4 separate regions of the Sus scrofa genome follow, and all the other regions are linked to region 3. The links are chromatin contacts, called in public Hi-C, HiChIP or PLAC-seq and promoter capture Hi-C maps. All regions are on one chromosome and are shown on one strand. Each heading gives the region's core, a stretch centred on a gene start, on an enhancer-like site or on the middle of the called end of the contact. The rest is flanking DNA. Distances are from core to core; before and after follow the strand shown. Region 1 holds the start of USP45 (ubiquitin carboxyl-terminal hydrolase 45). Region 2 holds the start of CCNC (cyclin C). Region 3 holds the start of PNISR (PNN-interacting serine/arginine-rich protein). Region 4 holds the start of FAXC (failed axon connections homolog).

Region 1 (3,359 bases), core at 292-2,791, 73 kb before region 3:
TCAAATGGAGATTGCAATCTCTGGAGATTTTGATTATGCTAAGAGTGTATCTGCTAGAAATGAAGACAGCATTTTTGGAGATTTTGGTTATGCTAAGAGTGTATCTGCTAGAAATGAAGACAGCTTTCGGATTTTTGTCATTTTTCAAGAAAGATTTAAGTAGGAGTTCCCATCGTGGCACAGAGGAAACGAATCCAATTAGGAACCATGAGGTTGCGGTTCTATCTCTAGCCTTGCTCAGGGGATTAAGGATCTGGCGTTGCCATGAGCTGTGGTGTAGGTCACAGACCCGGCTCGGATCTGGCATTGCTGTGGTTCCGGTGTAGGTTGGCAGCTGTAGCTCTGATTGGACCCCTAGCCTTGGGAACCTCCATGTGCCACAGGTGCTGCCCTAAAAAGACAAAAAAAGAAAGAAAGATTTAAGTATTAAATGATGATTTGCATAATTCCTAAATTTCTTTAGGAAGAGGACATAAACTTCAATTTTCAAATTCAGTCTTCTCTTTTTTTCCCTCTGTAAATTGGATTCCAACATAGGACACAATTTAAACATTCCTTTTACTGAAATGCAATTCAGCTTTCAAATTATGCAGATTTGCTTAAGATTACATGTCCTTTACCCCTCCATGTTCTGTTTCAAATCTGATGTTAAATGATTTATGATGTAGACAGTTTTGTTTTGACTTACATGGCCTATTCTTATTTGGTGATTATTTTCTTTTTCTCTTGGGAAAAAAAAAATTCCCTCACCCTGAAATTTGATTATGTACTTCGATACATAGTGGCCCACACATTTGTACTCAGTTACAGTTGTTGAATGAATGGTTTCAATACATACAATGCAAATATCTAGTAATCTCCTTTTCAAGTTTGCTATATGGAAATAATTTTACCTCTTTTGTAAGAAATGAACAAGAGTTTTAAAGGGAGAATCAGTTTTTGGATTTATTTCTAGTAACTTTGACTCATAATCCAAGGCTCTATCCATAAGGCCATCTGTTCCTTGGCTGAAATTACGAAAGCTTATAAGACTTGTACAGTTTATCCACAACCAGTGTTGATTTTTATGATTATCATTCAAACGAAGTATTTTTCAACCAACTATTTTTACTAAACATATGCAAAGAGCAAACCACTTTAACAGATGAAAAGATACATGTATAGGTCAAGAAATTAACTGTCAAAGAAGAGAGAACAACGGGTAAGACAATAATAATGGGAAAAAGCAAGAAAATATATGATGTTAGATATGAGTTTACTGCACAGTAGAAATGTGACGCTGGAAAGTCGGAAGTTGTTTGAGCGGTCTGCACAGCAACAAGTGGGACTCAATTTCGACTCCGAGCTGCGAATTCCAGGCCACTGCCAGGATCCAATTGTGAGTCTATTTACATTACTATAAGATTAGCCAGGGCCTACTCAGCCCTGCAAACCTAGAGGACGCGGGACTGACGCAAGCCAGACCCGCCCTATCCATACCCAACTCCTGGTGCGCGTCCACGCGAGGGGCGGTCCCGAACCCCCACCCTCCTGTGGCGTGGGGGCGGCACATGAGGCCCCGCCCCCGCTAGCGGGAGAGACGGCCGCGCAGGCGCAGTTTCTTCTGGTTGTAGACGCGGCTGCTCGGCCCGGCAGGGTGAGTCCGGGGTGCGGTGCTGGGGTCGCCCCAGTTTCTCTGTCTTCGTTCCTGACCCCTTGTGGCGTGACCCGCCGGGGAGAGAAGCCCCTTCCGCTCCCTCACCTTTCCGATCCTTGGGGGCGCCAGGAGGTCACCAACAGCCGCGTGAGCGCTGCCGGGCCGGCCAGGCATCCGGGCCGCGGCGGGGGGAGCCGGGGAGGCGGGGCGGGGACAGGGGCCGCCTCACCTTGACCTAGGGGCGCGTTCGCTCAGCACCCTTCCGGCTTCCCACATCCCCTCGCTCACACCTCCCAGCTCACTTTCTTTTCAGAAATTTTGGATGTTTTTGTGACCGGAGGAAGCGTGTCTTAGGACGGGTTTCTGGCAGTATCGTGTAGTATTAGGAACCTGGAGTTGGACTGTCTGGGTCCAAATCCTCATCCATCACTTAGTGGCTCCTGGCCTCTGCAAGTCCCCTAACCCCTTTGTGTCTCAGTTTAAGCATAAAATGGGGGGAGGGGGGACAATAGTAACCTATCTCATAAGATGGTTGTTATGATTGTAATTGTGAGGATCAGGTGGGTTAGTTATCTCTGAAGTGCTTAGAACCTAATGAGATTCATGCACAATTAAATACGTAAGTGCAAGTGCATCTTTTTGAGCCTGGTATCTAAAAGGAGAGTTTTGTCTTTCTCCGCCCTTCCCCAGAACCCCTGCCAAAAATAATTGCCCAAGACTGGGGGAAATTTTTTTTTTTCTTTTTTCAGAGTAGGGGCTTTTGTATGCATGGCCTTTTTAAAAAATGAAACATTTCTAAACAATTTAGTTGCACATCCTACCTTAGAGAAAAGACAGATTAGGGTAATGCAGAAGTTGAGTTGAAAACTGGAAGAACTTAATTTGTGCTGAAAAGATTTAACATAGTAGGCCTGAGACTGCTCTCCTTAGAAGGTTCCGCTTGCAGAGTTGGGCCTTGCTTAGCATCTGGGAACAATATGCTGTAGGATACAGTTTATGCAGAAGTTAGCAGCTTCCATAAATATCCCATGCCTGTGAGTCTGTAATAAATTTCCCTGAGCAGAAACATTGCACAGACATTATTGGATTTTACTCATTGTGGGGAAGAGTGTGGTTTGTTTGACCCCTCCTGGGAGGGTGAGAACCTGAGGAAGCCTGCACATGAATTCCTCTGGACTTGGCCTGTGTCTTTTTCCCTGTGATCAGTCTGTGTGTCCATATTACCTTGCTGTAATAAATTTTAGCCATGAGTCTAACTATATGCTGGGTCTCGTGAGTCTTTCTAGTGGATCTCCAAATGGGAGGGTGGTATTGGAACTCCCCAGATGCAGTATTGGTGACAGTATTTGAAGCTCTACCATTGGACTTTCATTTTGTCTCTTTTTTCCTGAAAGGGGAATTGAAAAATAAAGCCATACAGATAAGTGATGCCAAATAGTGGGTTACTGTCCAAAAATGAGTCTATGTTTAGACATACTGCATGTGTCAGAAAAATCACTGGACATTGATTCGACATGGCCAAGTTAAGTTAGAGTCAGTGCATTTGAAAATAGGCATAGGTCTTTTATAGATCACAGGTCAAATGACTTGTTCTTTTGGGTATTCTGCCAGCCTTAGCTATGTGTTAATGCTCATTTATATCAAACTCTCATGGGGAGTGAAAAAATGACTAATTTCTCATGGGATTCTGTTATGTCTATTTTCAGGGCAGCAAGTTAAAAGT
Region 2 (3,554 bases), core at 22-2,521, 120 kb before region 3:
GCTTTCTTCTTCTTCTTTTTTTTTAATGGGTGCTTTCTAACCTACATCACTTTATGGGAATGAAGTGCGACATAAAATACTAAGCTACTAAAATTCATTTCAGGAGTTCCCATAATGAACCCGACTAGTATCTGTGAGGATTCTGGTTCAATCCCTGGCCTCACTCAGTGGGATAAGTATCCAGCATTGCTATGAGCTGCGGTGTAGGTCGCAGATGTGGCTCAGACCTAGCATTTCTGTGGCTATGGCTGAGGCCCGCAGCTACAGCTCCCATTCCACCCCTGGCCTGGGAACCTCTATACGCCTGGGGTGCAGCCCTAAAAAAAAAAAAAAAATATATATATATATATATATATATATATATATATATATATATTTCATTTCACATCCTGACCAAGTACACATATACATATGTAACTGAATCAAAAATTATAAATGCCCTTGATATTTCTGATATACCTGATATTTTTATCTAGGAAAATGCATATCATATTCAATTTCACCACAACCTAACTGTGTGAAAAATACTGTCTTGAGCTTCCTCGGAACACTGATCATCCGTGAAAAACTTTATTCGTGTGTGTCCAATGATTCAATTAGCAGCTTTACAATAAATGCAATGTTACAAAGATAAAAGAAATTGCGTAAAATTAAATGATTGTTTTGGTTGTATGTTTCTATTTGGTACACACACAAACACACAAAGCTGTCAGTCTCTGGCATTAAAAAAAAAACGTACTGCTGCTCTAAAAGTTTGTGCTTCCCTCCAAAAGAACTCCATTAACTACATATCTGGCTTGGTGCAGCTCGGTTTTGGTAGGTCCTTGAGGCTACAATAATCTTTCTCTTGCCAAAAGCAAGAAAAGGAACTGAAGTCAGGAAATCTTATACTTCACTACAAAGCCACCGCACTGCTTTGGAAGTCTGCTCCGAACTGGGGTGGGGAGCAGCGTCTTCCCCTTTTCCATGCCCTTCCCGCAAAGAGCAGCGACTGCAGAATACCGAGCCGCCCGAGTTCTAGGCCGGAACCCACTGATTCTAAGCCGGAACCGGCGCGAAACTCTCGCGAGAGGCTCCCGACCGCCGCGAGCCGCGAGCCTTCCAGTTACCGTCGCCTATCTCAGCGCGCCCAAAGACTGTCTCCTTCCCGCCAGCCTCTTCCACTGTCGCGGGGCAGGCCGGAACCTTTATCCATAGGAACGGGTTTACAAAGTAGAGTGTTGCCGGCCGGCGGCAAAGAGAATAGGGTGCCATCCTCTTCCTCTCACCGTCGCCGCCGCGGAGCGAGCCCAGCAGATTAGATCGAGGAGCGCGGTTACCGGTTGGGCTGGGTCTATGGTCGCTCTGTGGGCCGCTCCACCGGCTGGTGCTTTTTTATCAGGGCAAGCTGTGTTCCATGGCAGGGAACTTTTGGCAGAGCTCCCATTAGTAAGTGATCTTACGTCTTCTCGTCCAGGGCGGGCTCTTGTTGGGGGGCGGTGTGGACCGGGCCTGCGACTCTCCTTGGCCTGGATCCCTGTCCCAAGTTCGGTGGAGTCTCCCGGGAGGTGGCGGCAGCCGGAAGCGAGGTGCGCTTTTCTCTGGCGACTCTCCTCATTCCGCCCCCTGGCCGGGTTTCGCGGGGGGGGGGGGGGTCCTGTCTCCGGAGAAAGAAGGTTCGAGAGTTTAATTTCGGATTCTTGGATTAGCTCGGCGGAGGCGGGGTGGAGGGGGTGTGGGTGGAGGAACCAGGCCGGCGGCAGTTGGGATGGGGTAGGCAAAGGTTTTGCAAGTGTGGCACAGTTCGGAACTATGAGACTGGCTCTTGAGGACTGTTGTTCCCTTTTGCCTGGTATCTCTTCAGTGGATTGGCATCGTAATCTTTTGTCATTCTGCTCACTAACCGCTTCCTGCCACTACCTTAAGCCTAGGTGGAGTTTTATGTTTGTAAGGTATAGGGCAAATGCTCTCAGAACTTATTTGCGCCTCATGTTCTGTTTAATAAGTGTATTTTCCAGTGACTTTGCCAATATCTTTAACCTTTTTTTCGTGAGTTTTTGTGTCTGTCAGTACCATGGAAGAATTAGAGTAATATTGAAAACAGTTCTCCCTAAATAAGTTTTTTTAAGCATGTACGAAAGAGGATGATGGGATTAATTGAACATTGGCTAGACTTTGCATTGTGTAGTTGAAAAATGAACAGATCTGATAAAGATGATATGGTGCAAATAATTTTTAATGCCAGGAGAGCATTAGTAACTAAATTTTAAGTTTGAAGAAGATGGATTTCTATGTTGTTCCTTCCGTCTTTTAGCCGTTTGACCTAGAAAAAAGAAACAATGGGCTTTGATATCTATTTTCAGAAAAGCAGGCTTTCTTCCTATAAAGTGATTACGTGAAGATGAGATGGTATAGAAAGAAGCTTTATTTCTGATCACATTTTTATTTTGCACTGTTTTCACTCACTGAAATAATTTGGACAAAATTAAAATACGGAAAATTTAGATAGTGAGGAAGAGGCGTTCTGATAAGCTTTGAAAAAAACTGAGAGAATTGACAGGTCACTAGCTGTTGATTATCAGAAGTTCACAGACCTTAAAAAAAAAGATCCTACCTCCTTTTGATAAGCATTCTCACTCTGTTTTCATTCGCTGTTGGTCTATCAAAAGGGTGCCAAGATCCATTTTATAAAACCAATTGTATTTTCACCTTTCAAATATAACATTATTATAATATTAAATGTGCTTTTTTGAAACTGTTTTTGCCTGCCAGTTCCATTAGTCCTGGAGGACTCAAACCCTTGAAAATCCGGGATCCCTGATCTGCAAAAGATAACAAGTGTAAAGGACAAAACAACCAGTTCAGGAAGAACAAAGAGATATGAAAGCTATTGTTGATATTGTTGTTGATTTTGGTGAGGGAGGAAAATTGACATGATATACACTATTTTTCATGGCTTCAAATTACCCATTTTAATATTTTTGCAATCAGCATAACAATTTTTTTCTTAGTAGCACATGAAATAATAGTGAAATCTTACAATTAGCATAATATCAAATTTGATGATATGTGATGTTTCTTGGTTTATCTTCCATACTGCATGCTGTGAGGAAAAACTTTAAAATATTTGCCTGTGATACTTATCTGTTTAAAAATATATAATGACTGTGGAAAAGAAATTAATGATAATTCTGAAACAGAACAAATCAAAGTATTTTCTGGAAAGTTAAGGTAGAACATAACACCTTCTTTGACCATGATGTGGTAAAACTAGAAGGACACTAAATATTTGCTGGTTGACTGAATGAAGTAATGAACAAGTAATAAAAATTAAAACTACAAAACCAACTCTGGATACTTTATTATATCAAAGAAGAAATTGAAAATACAGTTACATAGTATCAAGGAAATAACATAATGGGGCCAATATATATTCATATCTCTGGGATGTGACCAAAGCCAAATTTATAAGAAAATTAACATACTGAATAACTGAAAAATAATAAAAATTAAATATTTTACTTAGGAATGTTAAAGGGAAACAGTGAAATAAACCTAAGGGAAATAGATTTAAT
Region 3 (3,497 bases), core at 272-2,771:
ACATTGAGTCCAGGAGGATGTGGGTTTGATCCCTGGCCTCATTCAGTGGGTTAAGGATCCAGCGTTGCTGCAGGCTGCGGTACAGGTTGCAGATGTGGCTTGGATCCACGGCTCTGGAACTGATTCACAGCAGTGACAGACAATGCCCACATTCTTAACCATTAGGCCAGTAGGGAATTTCAATGAAGTTTTATTTTGAGGGCCACTTGGATCTTTTTCATTCTGGACTTTGTCCTAATACTGATCCAGGAGTATCTGGGTTTCAAGTGTTTATTCAGGAAGACAATTTCATGCAAATAGCATCTATCTAGATTTATCTTCTTTGTCCATCTAGCTTTCTTCTTTTTTTTTTTTTTTTTGGTTGCACCTGCGGCATGTGGAAGTTCCCAGTGACAGGGATAGAAACCAAGCCACAGTTGCAACCCTGGATCTTTAACCTGCACCCCAAGAGAACTTCCTACTCTTAATACTTAATTTCTACTGTAATTTGCTATTTCTTCTGCACAATTCCCAATGAAACAATTTAGATACTTAGTATACTCTGTTCAGTCACGCAAAAGTTTCATGTTACTCTCTAGAAAGGAACTTTCCAATATTTAGTTGAGAAATACATACTGTATCTTTGGAACATTTTTTGTTTTCCTTGTAGCTCGTGGCCTAGAAATCGATACTTTTGATACGTGACCTTTGTTCGTATTATAACACCATGGAATCAAAGTATTCTATTGGAAGAATTGCTTAAGTCCTTTCAGGAGGCCATCTTGTGGTTGACAGAAAAGAGCAGCAGGACGGAAACTGGACATCTCCGCCACTTTCCCCTAAAGGTCATGGGGAAAGAACGAAACTTCGGGACTAGCTGGGTGAGGTAGAGCTGAACAAGTGTCCCCAAAAGGGGGCGCGATGCTTTTGAGCTTAACAAAGAGCGACTGCCGCGGGGTCAGCTAAGTTCTCCGCTGGACCCGCAACTGCACTAACGTCCGGTGTCCCTGGACGCGAAGTCCTGGGAGGCGCTCCGTGAGACCAAAGCCGGGAGCACTCCGGGATTTGGGGCCAGATTCTGGTTCCCCTTGAAGTGCGGCTGAAGGCTCACGGGGCAACCTACAAGTTCATTTGATCCTGGGGTCCCTCCGTACTCTGAAAGTAGCGCTGGGAACTCAGTCCCCTTTCCGCAAGCGAACATACCTCTCCTTTAAGGAGGATCGCGTTGCTAAAATAAAAATTTTTGTTGTTAAAGAATTTTGAGCGCGCTCTCTACAGAACACTTAAAATCTTGGCTTTCAGCCCACTGTAAAGATTCAAATGGGTGGGGCATGTCGGTGGCTACATTAAAAAGTAACGTAGGGGAGTGTCCAGACACTTGTACGGCGTTGACTAGATAGTGGAGGTGGTTTTGCCCACAACAAAAATGGCGCCGAAACACGTTAACCGGATACGGTCACGTGCTCAAAGACCAGCCTGGGGGACAGTATGGCTTCAAATGGCAAACGGATGTTATTACTATTTACTTCCGGGTGAAACCAATCGGGCGCCATCTTGTCTTGTTCGTGAAGAAGTAGAAGCATCGAAAGGGTTGGAGAGGTATTACGCGAACGGTGGCAACAACAGTGTTCCGGAACCAGAGTGGGTAAGTCGTGGAGAACAGTTTCGCGTGGATATTTGCAGAGCCATTACAACCTTCTTTGTTTCTGTGGCGAAGGTAGCATAACTTAAACACGTAGGCTGCGTACGCTGCCTGGCGAGACCGCTGGAACCTCATCTCCCTTAAAGCGGTGGCATCCGCCTGACTTGGTGAATCACGGTGGTGCTCCTGGTGAAAAGGAAGTGTTCTCATGAAAAAGAATGGCCACGACTTCTCCCCCTTTAACTACGAGAGTTTCCTTTCAGATGAGAAGGGAGTGATTGTTGGGCTCCTGACCGGCCGTTAAGCACTGCGCGTGCGCATTGGGAACCCCCTTTGGGGAAGGGGTGCAGGGGGCGGAGGAGGCGAGTGCTGGGACCTGAACCTTCAGTGCTGTGAAGCTCCGACTACGCAGGCGCAGTCAGGGGCAACTAGATCCTTTTAACTACAGTTAGGTTCCTTAGTTGGTATTAGCCTTGTGTTTTTAAAGTGATAGACACTATGTATGTGTTAAGCTTAAGGAAAGAAAGAGGTACTATCCAGCATTTCAGTTTTAGTATCCTGTTGTGGGTATTATTGTCATTCAGACAACGTGGGTATTGGACAAACTGATTGTTGGTGGTTAATTCATAGAACAGTAAAATAAACTTGTAACTTCTGGTTTGAGTGCAGCAAGGCAAATGCAACAAAACCCAGAACATTAAAGATTCACCTGTGAAACTGTTTTGTACGGTGCTGTGGGGCTGTAGGTAAAGTAACAGTAAATCAGTTTTTTGGTGGGTTTTTTTTTTTTTTTTTTTCTTTTTTTTTTTAGACCCGTACCGGAAGCACATGGAGGTTCCCAGGCTACAGCTGCCGGCCTACGCCAGAGCCACAGCTACATCAGATCCGCGAAGAGTCTGCAACCTACACCACACATCACTGTATTGGATCTGTAACCCACTGAGTGAGGCCAGGGGTCAAATGGCAACCTCATGATTCCTAGTCTGATTCCTTTCCGCTGCACCACGACAGGAACTCCGTAAATCAGTTTAAGATGCTCTTGAGACTCTGTTTAAAAATTATTAATTAATACTTTTTTAGAACAGTTTCTGTTTACAGAAAAATTGAGCAGATAGTACAGTGTTCCTATATAAACTCCCCGCTTGCTCTACACAGTTTCTCTCATTAACATACATTAGTATTGTACGTTTGTTGAAATAAATCGACTAATATTGGCACATTATTATCACTTAAAGTCCATAGTTTATTCACATTTCCTAAGTTTAAACCTAATGTCCTTTTCATGTGCCAAAATCCTATGTAGAATATCATATGATATTTAATTGTCATGTGTCCTTAGTCTTCTCTTGGCTGTGATGGTTTTTTTGGCTTTCCTTCTTTTCAATGACTGTTAGAGGCTGAAAAATTCATATAGCGAAGTCCTGACTTCAGTGCCTCAAAATATGATTGTATTTGGAGATAGAGTCTTTAAAGAAGGAAATGAGATATTAGGCTAGGCCTTAATGCCTTATAGTGGTGTCCTTGTTAAGAGAGCAGGACACAGAGGGAAGACCATGTATAGACATAGATAGGAGACAGCTGTGGGCAAGCCAAGGAGAGAGGCCCCAGAATTAAACCAACCCTCCTTACATTTTGATCTTGGATGTCTAGCCTCCAGAATTTTGTGGAAATAAATTGTTGTTTAGGCTACCCAGCTTGTGATACTTTGTTATGGCAGCCCTAGCACAGTAATACAGTGCCTTTGACAATTTTGAGAGGGTACTAGCTAGATACATTGTAGAATGGCCTGCTACTGGAATTTGTCTGATGTTTTTCTCATGATAAGATTGGTTTTAGGGGCTTAGGGAAGGAAGATCACACAAGTGCATTTTCATCA
Region 4 (3,330 bases), core at 138-2,637, 72 kb after region 3:
CTGTTTCTCTGGGAGGTCCTTGGATTCCATTCCTTGCAACATGCTCATGGAAGGTTAACTTCCAACTCCACACACTGCTTCTTCCTGAGAGGTCCGGCAAACGTCTACAGTGGTGCTTGGGCCCCTCATATGCTAGTGCTTGAGCACCAGCCTGGCTAGCCCCTCCCATTATCTCATGGGGACTGGTAACCCGCCTGTATTTTATCAACTATATGACCACACACTGCTGTTGTAAGGGGCTGGTGCAGTAGGAGAAGGGAGTCCCCTTTACTCCAACCTCGGTTCCCTCACGCAAAACCCCGGAGCGTTCCCATAACCATCCTTTCACTTCAAGAATGATAAACACCCTACTTGAATTCTTTTCAGCTCTTTCAAACAATTTTAAACTATCCATGTTCGTACTAAAATTTGTGCGTACATCATATATTTCTATGAAGCACTGTCCTATTCCTTGTACATATGAACTTTAGAAAAATGAAGTTAAAGGGAAAAAATTGTTACACACAACACACACACACACACACACAACGTTTGATAGTTTGCACCGAAAAGGAAAGGAAAAATACCACCCCATAGCCAAGAGTTCCCTGGTGATAATTTCCTAGGGGAAAGACTTGGACTTGGGCTGGATCTGTCAGAGGGGAAATCTCTTTAGAGTACATTTTTGTGGTTCTTTATCAAATCAGACATCTCTCCTTGAGCACATGGCCAAGACCTAGGTAACTGTGTAATGTAAGAGGAGTGTTTTTATAAGTTTTGCAAGGGCAGGGCTTTCCTGGTGGCCAGAGCTGTGCAATTCGCGACCTAACCCGGGCCCTGGCCCCCAGCCCCCAGCCCCCGCGGGGCGGTGTTTCTGCCGGAGCTCCGCGCGGCCCCAGGTGAGTCCTGCGCGCGCCCTGCTCTCGCGTCTGCGGGAGGGGCTGGAGCGGAGGAGGAGGACCCGCCGCGGGTTGGGGGGACGCAGATCCGGGCCCAACTGCAGCTTCCTCCTGGCGGAGCTGCATTTCCAGCCACCTCCGCAGCCCTGCCCTCGCGCGCCGAGCCGTTCCGGCGGTGCCGCTGGAGGCGCGGAGCCCGCCCGGCGCGCCCAGCCCTGCAGCTCCGGCCGGGGCGGAGGCCGCCGGACCGCGGAGATGCGGGGCGGGGGCAGGGCGCGGGGTAGGTGACTTTATCCCGCCTCTGGTTCCCTGCCCCGGGGAGCAATGACATCACGCGGCCTTCTCCAGGCTCCGACACAAAGAGCGGCGCGGAGAGGCCGCTGCGGGGGGAGCCGGCGGCCGCCGCTGCCTCCCAGGGCGCCGGGGCCCCGCCGGCCAGGCCAGCCGCCCGCGGCCCGCGCCCTCCCGCCTCCTCCGCCGCCGCCTCGGTCGCTGCCGCCCGCGCCGCCCGCGCCCCCAGAGCGCCGCTGAGCCCGCGCCCGGCCGTGCCGGCCCTTTCCCATGCGGGCGGCGCGGGCCCTGGGAGGGGCGCCCGCAGCCAGCCGCGCAGCATGCACTGGGGGGTTGGCTTTGCCTCGTCCAGGCCGTGCGTGGTGGATCTGAGCTGGAACCAGAGCGTCTCCTTCTTCAGCTGGTGGGCCGGGTCCGAGGAGCCCTTCACCTTTTATGGGGACATCATCGCTTTCCCTTTGCAGGATTACGGTGGGATCATGGCAGGGCTGGGCTCCGATCCCTGGTGGAAGAAAACCCTTTACTTGACCGGGGGAGCTTTGCTGGCCGCAGCTGCGTATCTGCTCCACGAACTCCTGGTCATTAGGTGAGCCGGAGAGAGGGCCCCGCGAAGGGGCGCAGAGAGGGGCACCTGGCCAGGGCAGGGCAGGCGTGGGGATTGGGGGGGACACCCATGCCAGCTCCTCGGTCGCGCCGCCCAAACGCCCGAGTCCTGTCCTTACCTGTCGCCAGAGGCAGTTCGTGGTCACCTGGCCGTGAGGGGCAGCTTGGAGTTAACAGGAGAATTAAACTGGTACTGGGAGGGAGAAAAACACTTGTCTCCCAATCATTCGGTGCTAAAAGCAAAAATTCTCTGGGTTGTTATGGAGCATAGCATAATAGTCTATTATGAAGATCCTAAGTGCAGTGTGTTTGCAACAATAGACTTAGGCCCGGAAGAAATACTAAGTTCCATTTTTTGTGACATGCCCTATTTGTTTATAGATGATAATGCTGGAAAATTAACCACTAACCTTATCTTTCGCTTAAAGGTTAGTACTCCACTATCCTCCCCAAGTGTCAACATCATCAAAAAGCTGAAATTGCAAAAGCTCCAGAGACCTCTGGGTCCCTGTTAGTGGTGTACAATTTTGATGCAGCCTTAACCCAGTTATCCGCTGATCTGGTATTTAAAGCTAAGCACCTTCTTCAGGTTTACATGCCATTGTTGTGTGAGCGGTAGGAGGAGAGCCGAGGACAGGATTAGCACATGGGCGTGCACGGGAGTTGCCCAGTGCCGTAAACACTTGCCTCTGCTGCCTGCCGCAGAATGTTTACAGGATGGACATGGAAATACCAGAAAATGGAGGCCCCTGCTGTTGGTACATCCAGCCAGACAGGAGATCTTTCTTTGAGTAGAATAGTATAATAGGCTGCTGCCACCAGTGGTTTGGCTAATTTATGGTTAAAATTTCCATGCGTTTGAGGCCTCTGTCCCTGGGAGATGACCAAGAAAGAGCAGTTTTCAATAGCTCAGAGTGTCCCTCTTGGCCAATATTTTCTAAAGAGTGCAAAAATGTGTCTCCACTGCCTTTTTTCAGTGGGGGAATCCTACACAATAGGTTTATAAACAAAGACAGGTATGGGTGACCTTTAACAGGCCTGTGGGGATTCCAGGAGGACACTGTGACAGCTGAACAGGTATTTTAAATATTTCTAGTCTCTGAGAGGGCAGAAATCATTTAGGTCGGGGGCTGTGTCTTGGCTTTCATACTATATGGCTATAATTGACAAGAATGATTTTAAGCTTATCATTGAATTCTCTCAGCACAGTGTCTTGAATCTAGTTCAACCAAATAAAGATTAAGTGAATTATTTCTCTAGATTTTTAAAAATATATTTGCTAGTTTTAGAACTCTATTTCAAGTTAGGTTTCAAGCTATATGAAAAGATGAAAACATTTGTGCAGTGATTGAAATGGTAACCCATTTGTTTCACGATTATATACCCAGCCTTTTGAGGATCCCAAACCATGTGGCTTCTCACCAGTCCTCCACGTTGTGGAGAGAGTGAGAGAAGTGACAGCTTCACAGGATTGAGTGTAAACCTTGCTGAAATGACCTTGCAGAAGTAGGGAGGGGGGACTCAGAGCTCACCCTGGCAGCAGGCCACACCCTGCTAG

What was found. Promoter capture Hi-C pulls out the DNA fragments that hold promoters and counts their contacts. A called contact is a pair of places that touch in the nucleus more often than the background predicts. HiChIP or PLAC-seq counts read pairs in DNA pulled down with a chosen protein or histone mark.
Region 1: a Hi-C map of liver shows a contact between it and region 3, with 4 times the contacts expected there. The contact joins the promoter of USP45 here to the promoter of PNISR in region 3. A contact is called at or near these places in 5 of 47 Hi-C or Micro-C datasets (alveolar macrophages, fibroblasts, liver and 1 more) and 2 of 2 datasets of contacts at active chromatin or transcription factors (alveolar macrophages and skeletal muscle).
Region 2: a promoter capture Hi-C map of liver shows a contact between it and region 3, with 3 times the contacts expected there. The contact joins the promoter of CCNC here to the promoter of PNISR in region 3. A contact is called at or near these places in 3 of 5 promoter capture datasets (fetal liver, fetal skeletal muscle and liver), 10 of 47 Hi-C or Micro-C datasets (alveolar macrophages, epiblast stem cells, heart right ventricle and 4 more) and 2 of 2 datasets of contacts at active chromatin or transcription factors (alveolar macrophages and skeletal muscle).
Region 4: an H3K27ac HiChIP or PLAC-seq map of skeletal muscle shows a contact between it and region 3. The contact joins the promoter of FAXC here to the promoter of PNISR in region 3. A contact is called at or near these places in 1 of 5 promoter capture datasets (fetal liver), 2 of 47 Hi-C or Micro-C datasets (brain and skeletal muscle) and 1 of 2 datasets of contacts at active chromatin or transcription factors (skeletal muscle).

Annotation. Positions count from the first base shown.
Region 1 is chr1:66,452,988-66,456,346 of Sscrofa11.1, reverse strand. It overlaps USP45 (ubiquitin carboxyl-terminal hydrolase 45), which reads left to right and starts at 1,541. Exons shown (of 18, transcript XM_013992722.2): 1 at 1,541-1,636.
Region 2 is chr1:66,496,761-66,500,314 of Sscrofa11.1, reverse strand. CCNC (cyclin C) reads left to right here and starts at 1,271. Exons shown (of 12, transcript NM_001190160.1): 1 at 1,271-1,428. The coding sequence starts at 1,397.
Region 3 is chr1:66,379,478-66,382,974 of Sscrofa11.1, reverse strand. PNISR (PNN-interacting serine/arginine-rich protein) reads left to right here and starts at 1,521. Exons shown (of 12, transcript NM_001113439.1): 1 at 1,521-1,624.
Region 4 is chr1:66,307,174-66,310,503 of Sscrofa11.1, reverse strand. It overlaps FAXC (failed axon connections homolog), which reads left to right and starts at 1,387. Exons shown (of 6, transcript XM_021090274.1): 1 at 1,387-1,755. The coding sequence starts at 1,490.